2 separate regions of the Mus musculus genome follow, and region 1 is linked to region 2. A link is a contact called in public HiChIP or PLAC-seq data. All regions are on one chromosome and are shown on one strand. Each heading gives the region's core, a stretch centred on a gene start, on an enhancer-like site or on the middle of the called end of the contact. The rest is flanking DNA. Distances are from core to core; before and after follow the strand shown. Region 1 overlaps 9130019P16Rik (RIKEN cDNA 9130019P16 gene). Region 2 holds the start of Cpvl (carboxypeptidase, vitellogenic-like).

Region 1 (3,343 bases), core at 675-3,174, 390 kb after region 2:
CTTATGTGTATGGATGTTTTACCTGCATGTATGTCTGTGCACCACATGGGTGCCTAGTGCTTACAGAGGTCAAAAGGGGGCACTGGATCCCCGAAACTGGAGTTACAGACAGCTCCGAGCCACCATGTGAGTGCTGAGAATTGAAGCAGGCCCCTCTGGAAGAGCAACCAGCTCCTTCAGTTGGCTTTTCTTTGTGCTGTTAAATTCCTCATCTCTGCTTTACAAATTCAAAAACAGTAGGAAGTTGACCTGTAAACCAACCAAACAACAGCCCCAGAACTATACAAAATGACTGATATAGTCTCTGAAGCTATGATATAGTCTCTGAAGCTGACTTCACAGAGGTTGAGGGAGAGGTGAAGCCGAGCCTATCTCTCACAGTTATGCTACATGTCTGTGCCAGGCACTGGACTAGACCCTTTTATGTTATCTTACTCATACTTTCTGAGCCACGTTCGTAACTGGGCCCCACCTAACAGATGGGAGACCCGAGATTTGGAGAGATTTGCTATGTCCCCAAGGCTACCAAGACACACTGCTGCACTCCAGTGCCATAAGAAACATTAAATTTGCTGTTGACATTCTGCAGTCTGGTGACAGATGAGCATGTGCTGCAGTGACACCGGCCATGCTTAGATGAAGCAGAGAGGCACTCTGACTGTTCACACACTGGCCCAGGACATGGCCTCCAGCCCCCAGCAGACTCCTGCTTCCTTTTCTGAGCTGAGTTAAGGCCGTTTTCCATGTGGCAAGCTTGTAGAAACCCTGCTCTGCTTCCACCTTTGTCTTCTGTTTCCCATGCCATAGATGCTAACTCCCCTCCCCCATGTTTCTCTTTCCCAGCCCCAACCCTAGGGAAAGAACTCTGTGGATAGAAAAGGCAGGAGTGTGCATGGCTTAAATGGGAACCACCTTTCTTCCCTGTGGACCTCAATGTGGATCATAGAGTGGATGGGATGCAGGATGCAGAGGCCCCGAAGCATATCCCAGCTCATCTTTTCTTCCCTCCATAGTTTTGAGAAGCAGCTTCATGGGTATTTGGGGGAGCTTGTCCAATACAGGGTGCTCCCCTCCTTTCACCTCCCAACAGGAAACTACAATTCTGGTTTGCATCCTTCCAGACATAGCCCTGTCTTGAATTACTTCAAGCTTTATAATTTTCTACAATCTGGGAGTGGGGGAGATCTCTGTGGGTGAGAGGTTTCCTTTATAAACCAGCCTCAGAACTCATGGGATAGTGGAAGAGAAGCGACTCCACATAGTTGTCCTGTAACCTCTAATTCAGTTTTGTGACATGTACACACACACACACACACACACACACACACACTACCAACACCACCAGTGGTGATGATGATGGTGGTGGTGGTAGAGAGAAGGAGAGCAGAAGGGAGACAGGGCCATAGGGAGGGAGGGAGAGCGAGAGGGAGAGAGTTCCCATGTTTCATGAGTGGTTTCTCACTCTGAATGATTAGAGTGAAAATCCGCACAGCAGAATACCCTGACCTGCTCAACAGACCTGTCAGTGTCCCAGGAGCAGCCACTCACTTAGCTGAGCTCTGCAATGCAGGGGAAGTGAGGGTATCTTAGATGGGGAAAACAGTTACTGGGCATGCGCTTTGTCCTGGATCTCACAGGTCTTCAGCCTACATAGGCTCCCTCCCTCCCTCCCTCCCTCCCTGTCTCCTTCCTCATTACTGCTCTTTCTTTCTGTATTCCTCGTTGTGCAGGTCTGGATAGAATGTATGCTGTGTCAGTAGAGCAATGGGAATCTCCATCACTTATCTCAAAATCCTGGGCTTAACTTACTACCAGGAACACTCAACAGAAGGCAGTTAGTGCAGCACACTTGGGAGAGCGGTGAGATAAAGTAAATTGCTGATGCCTGGAAGTTTAGTGGATGATGAACTTACTGAACACACACCACCTAGTGGCAAGCTGGAGTAAGACCACCTCAGCACGGGGCCAGACGCTAGTTCTCCCAGAGCAGGTACTGTGCCCTGTGAGGCGCTTTCTCATTGTAGTATTGTATTATTTAATCAGCACGTGTATAAATCTCTCAGAGTGGGAGCTGAAGGATGAGTTACAACTGAGAACTTAGATCATCTGGCTGCAAAGATAGACTCCTTGCACAGCACACATTATGGGAGCCAAGGACAGCGGCAGCTTATCTGATTAGGAAGTTAGAATTCTGCACGAATAACAGCTACTCTCAAAGATTTGAGTAAATACCAGAGTATCCAGAACAATAGACGATTACTTCACATTTTTACATTTGGACACATTTTAATAGATAGCCGGCTCCCTGTTCCCATAAACTGAATCTATAATCTCCAGTCTAATACATAACAAGGACAGTACCCCTCCACATCTTTGTTTTTACAAGAGGGGACTGTGTTGATATTTCTGAGCCCAAGAACCATTTTCAGCTTTGTTTTTTCATCAATGGTGAAAGAAATATTCACCTGCAAGAAGAGCCAGTGCATTCTGAGATGAATAAATTCAACCAAATGTCACTGTTCACCATGAAACGACTAGTCAAAACAACATTCACTGCTTCTGATGATGTGTCATTGAAATTCGTCAAACTGAAACAGCAGATCTGCCTCACATAAACCCACGACAGCAAAACTGGCCCTTCATACAGTCTTGTGGCCTCTGGAGCAAATACCAACCCGGTGGGCCGAGGCTGGCCTGGGTGTGGCAAGCAGTGACGAATGCTTACTAAAATCCTCTAGTCACCATCGGGCGTCCTGGGGACCTGCATTTTGTGACTGAGTGCAAAAGTCTTCTAGGCCCCTGAGGTGAGGACATCTGCCTTGTCCTGGAAGAAGGAGCAGCAGCAGAAATGGCTCTTTCATCCTGCAGCCCAGCAGCCCTGCCAGGACCCCAGCCCGTATTACAAACATCTGCTCTCCCATTGTGCAGTGAGAGGCATTTGCTAGGTTGGGCCTTTGTTAGACTGGCATGGAGGACAAGGCCTACATCTTCACTCCACTTAAAGTCACCACTGGCCATGGGAAATGGTTTGTATAGGTGGATTTGGTGGGGTTCAAGTTGTTGGGAACTCCTTACTTGAATGAAGAGGACGGTCACCTTGCTCTACAATATTGAAAACAGAGATTACTAGCTGCGTTCCTTTCCCTGGACTCCTGAGGAAATGAGTCTTGGTTAACTGCTGGACACATAATGCCACCCTTCTTCTGCTGAAGTTTTTAGGGTATGAGAGAGGGAGAAACAGACACACACACAGAGAGACAGAGAGACAGAGAGAGACAAAGACACACCGAGAGAGACAGAGACACCGAGAGAGACAGAGAGACACATAGACAGAGACAAAAGA
Region 2 (3,040 bases), core at 517-3,016:
TTTGATTTTCTGTGCTTCAAAATGTCAAACCATTAGAACATTTTAAAAATGCAAAATGTGTACAAATCTATTTACCACATGTTTAACACAATCCAACTTAGCATAATACAAAATACTGGTTGTGGAAAATTTAAAAGGGTTCTCAGCAACATTTTCCCATTGAGGTAAGGGTTTATAATCATAATTTGATTGAATATATGACCCTTGTCATATCTCTCAGGATTAACTTAATAGAATTCTCATGCTTAATGTAAATAAACCCACTCAAATACAGTACACAGCTAAAAATGATTTTGCCTGTTATTGACTATAATAAAGAAGCAAATGATTTTAGAAATTGAAATTAAGTTCTCAAGAGGCCCAAGGGTAATGGCCACTATGGCATTGTTAAGATATTGTTTTTAATTATGTGAATTTGTTACACCAAGGCTTTAATAGCATAGCTATCTTCAAAGAATGGCTGAAATCAACAATTCTACTGATTCAGAAAATAAAAAAAGCATAGTGTTAAAAAAATAATAATAGAAAATACTCTTCCAGGAAGAGGGTCCCCTGAGTAGACACAAGAAACCACCCTGCTGTCTAGTTTCCCTGTCTTCCAGCAGCAAACCTCCAGCCCCCTTAATGGCACCATTAATATTTAAGCAACCACTATAGTCACAACACTGCCTCAGAGAGCAGAGCTTCACTCAACAATGTTTTTAAAAAAAATGGTGGAAGCAAGCTTGCTTTAATTGACATAAATTTAGTACACAAAAGTAAGAATTAGGTCAATTTAGCAGAGTTCATTAACATTTAATCAAGTAACTACTAAAGTCACGGTGCTCCACGTCAATGAATTAAGGCAACAGTATACTTCATTTCACAGTTCTCATTTAACAGAATTCCACAACTGCTCAGCTGTCATCTCTCCTAAGGGGAATGAAAGCCATTAGCATGAATGGAGGAGTGTGACTTAAAAAAAAAGAAAAAGGAAAAAGAGACCTGTGTTGCTTTTGCTGATCCGAAATTGGACTAAATCTCTCATCTATTAAACATTGAGTTCTCTCTGAATGAATAAACCTATACTACAGAGAAGTTGTGACTCACAGATGTAAGAAGAGGGGGAGAGAGAGAGAGAGAGAAGCAAAGGAAAAAAATGTCTACTGACCACACATTCCTACTTGAATGAATACGAAGGGCACATAGAAAGCTCCAGTCTAAACCATCATAACAACAGGTTTGAGGAAGAGAGTCCTCTTGGTGTTCAGGAACACAAACATGAGCTGTGCTCCAGCCAAAGTAGTAAATCATCAAGGCTGTTCACCAGTATGTGTCAGATAACGACCACCACTAAATAAACCACCACTAAGTTACCATTGGAGCCCATGTGTCATACATTATGTTAAACCAAGCTCTTCAACTCCATGGCCTTTAGGATAAGAACACAACACACCCCATCTGCAGCAGCACGCCAGATTAATAAGTTACCACTCAATAAAGTGATTGAGGGAAGCACGTGGAAAAGATGACAAAGCTTTGGGTAAACAAGAGTAAACCCCTGGAGCGGATATAGTTATTTCCTCCTTGCTTTATACTTCATATAAAATTCTAAGTTTCCAACAACAATTAATCTTGTAAATACAAAAGAGTAGTTTTTCTGATATTTTGATTTTCCTTCAAACAAAACAAAGCAACTGATAGCCACAACAAAAAGCAGGGGGCTTGTTCCTTATTCCTCATAGCTACCTGGTTATGACCTCTGGCGTTTCCTAGGAATAAGGTTCTGTTTGTTCTTTTTTCTCGAAAATTCTATTGGGATGTATCCCGACCTACAGCCACAGAACTTCAGAGGCTCAACGTGGGGTTTTCCTTGGTAACTTAGAAGGCTTGGGATAAAAGTGAGGATGGTGAGTCCAGTTATCCTTATAGTATTTGTATCTGGTTCTGCTTAGCATCTATGACAAATACACATGTAAGCATTACTAAGCAAACGTGTGTGCCATTGATGGATATAAATGAGAAGGAGCCAAGGTAGAACTACAGAAGACATTAAGTGTTCATATGATCTAATTTAGATGTCTGAGAGTGTTAAAAACAAAGCAAACAAACAAACAAAAACACGACTGAACCAACTTGATCAGGAGGACTCCATCATTGAATAGTGGGGCCGAGACTCGAAGCCGGGATATATTTATGGTTCCTGTTCTCATCTGATTCCCACTGCTCCAGTCATTCAGATATCCTTCAGATATTCTGACTCTGGTCTCAATGGACTAGCCTGTCTCAGTGATCTATTGTTGAACAATACACAGACAGAGAGAGATAGAATCTGGAGAGGTTGGTCTTTCTGGGGAAGATTTGCCACCAGAATACATCAGTGGACCTTGGTTAGATAGCGGCTTCTCTGTGTCTCACTCAGTGTGACACACAGTTGCTAGTTACATCTGTGGGAACCCTGGAAGACAGTTCTTTAACACAGATACTATTTTTAAAAACCCAAATGCAAGAACTTACCATGGGATGAGTTATATTTTAAAACGAGTTTAAAATACAACCCCCAAACTTATCAGTGCCTGGTTATTTTAGTGCTAACTTCTGTTTAGAGTTATGCTACACTTTTACCCACTGTGTCTGGTGGGTAAATGAAAAAAAGAAATAAAATGACTGGCCCCAGGTATGCTGAAGGAGAAAATCTATTGTAGATAAAAGGGAGCATATAGCCAGAGGCAGGGACATCTGGGAGAGTCTAGGGTGGACATGACCAGACTAAGCTGGGCCACGTAAGGAGAAGAGGAGGGGAAGGGAGAGGGAGAAGGGAACCCAGGGGCAGCAGCCAGGAGACCCATGAGAGTAAAGAACAAATGGGGGGACCAGGTAATCAAAATGATTGGCAGCTGGAGGAAGGAAGCCCCTGGACTGGAGGCTTAGGGTAGGAGATGGGTTAGGCTAGCCATTCCTCCTAAGAAACAGGGACTGAGGAATGCTGAGAGAACCTGACGGCCAGGTCCAGTTTGACATGGTAACTAGACACCTCAGCCATTTGCCCCAGGATTTGACA

Evidence for each region. HiChIP or PLAC-seq counts read pairs in DNA pulled down with a chosen protein or histone mark.
Region 1: a contact with region 2 is called in a FOXA1 HiChIP or PLAC-seq map of pancreatic cancer cells. The contact joins the enhancer-like site here to the promoter of Cpvl in region 2. A contact is called at or near these places in 1 of 39 promoter capture datasets (cranial neural crest), 18 of 484 Hi-C or Micro-C datasets (the AML12 cell line, the HL-1 cell line, the N1E-115 cell line and 11 more), 1 of 115 datasets of contacts at active chromatin or transcription factors (pancreatic cancer cells) and 1 of 9 other capture datasets (embryonic stem cells).

What each region holds. Positions count from the first base shown.
Region 1 is chr6:54,366,362-54,369,704 of GRCm38.p6, forward strand. The region is part of intron 3 of 9130019P16Rik (RIKEN cDNA 9130019P16 gene); the gene reads right to left. Among named protein-coding and RNA genes, the nearest start is that of Prr15, 41 kb to the left of the region's middle. Within about 2 kb of position 1,925, at least 14 of the 459 cell types and tissues checked have an H3K27ac peak or open chromatin away from gene starts, as enhancers often do. A contact at or near this core is called in the HL-1 cell line, the N1E-115 cell line and pancreatic cancer cells, where this site is marked.
Region 2 is chr6:53,976,907-53,979,946 of GRCm38.p6, forward strand. It overlaps Cpvl (carboxypeptidase, vitellogenic-like), which reads right to left and starts at 1,767. Exons shown (of 13, transcript NM_001289713.1): 1 at 1,729-1,767. 4921529L05Rik (RIKEN cDNA 4921529L05 gene) reads left to right here and starts at 1,785. Exons shown (of 4, transcript NR_110484.2): 1 at 1,785-1,889.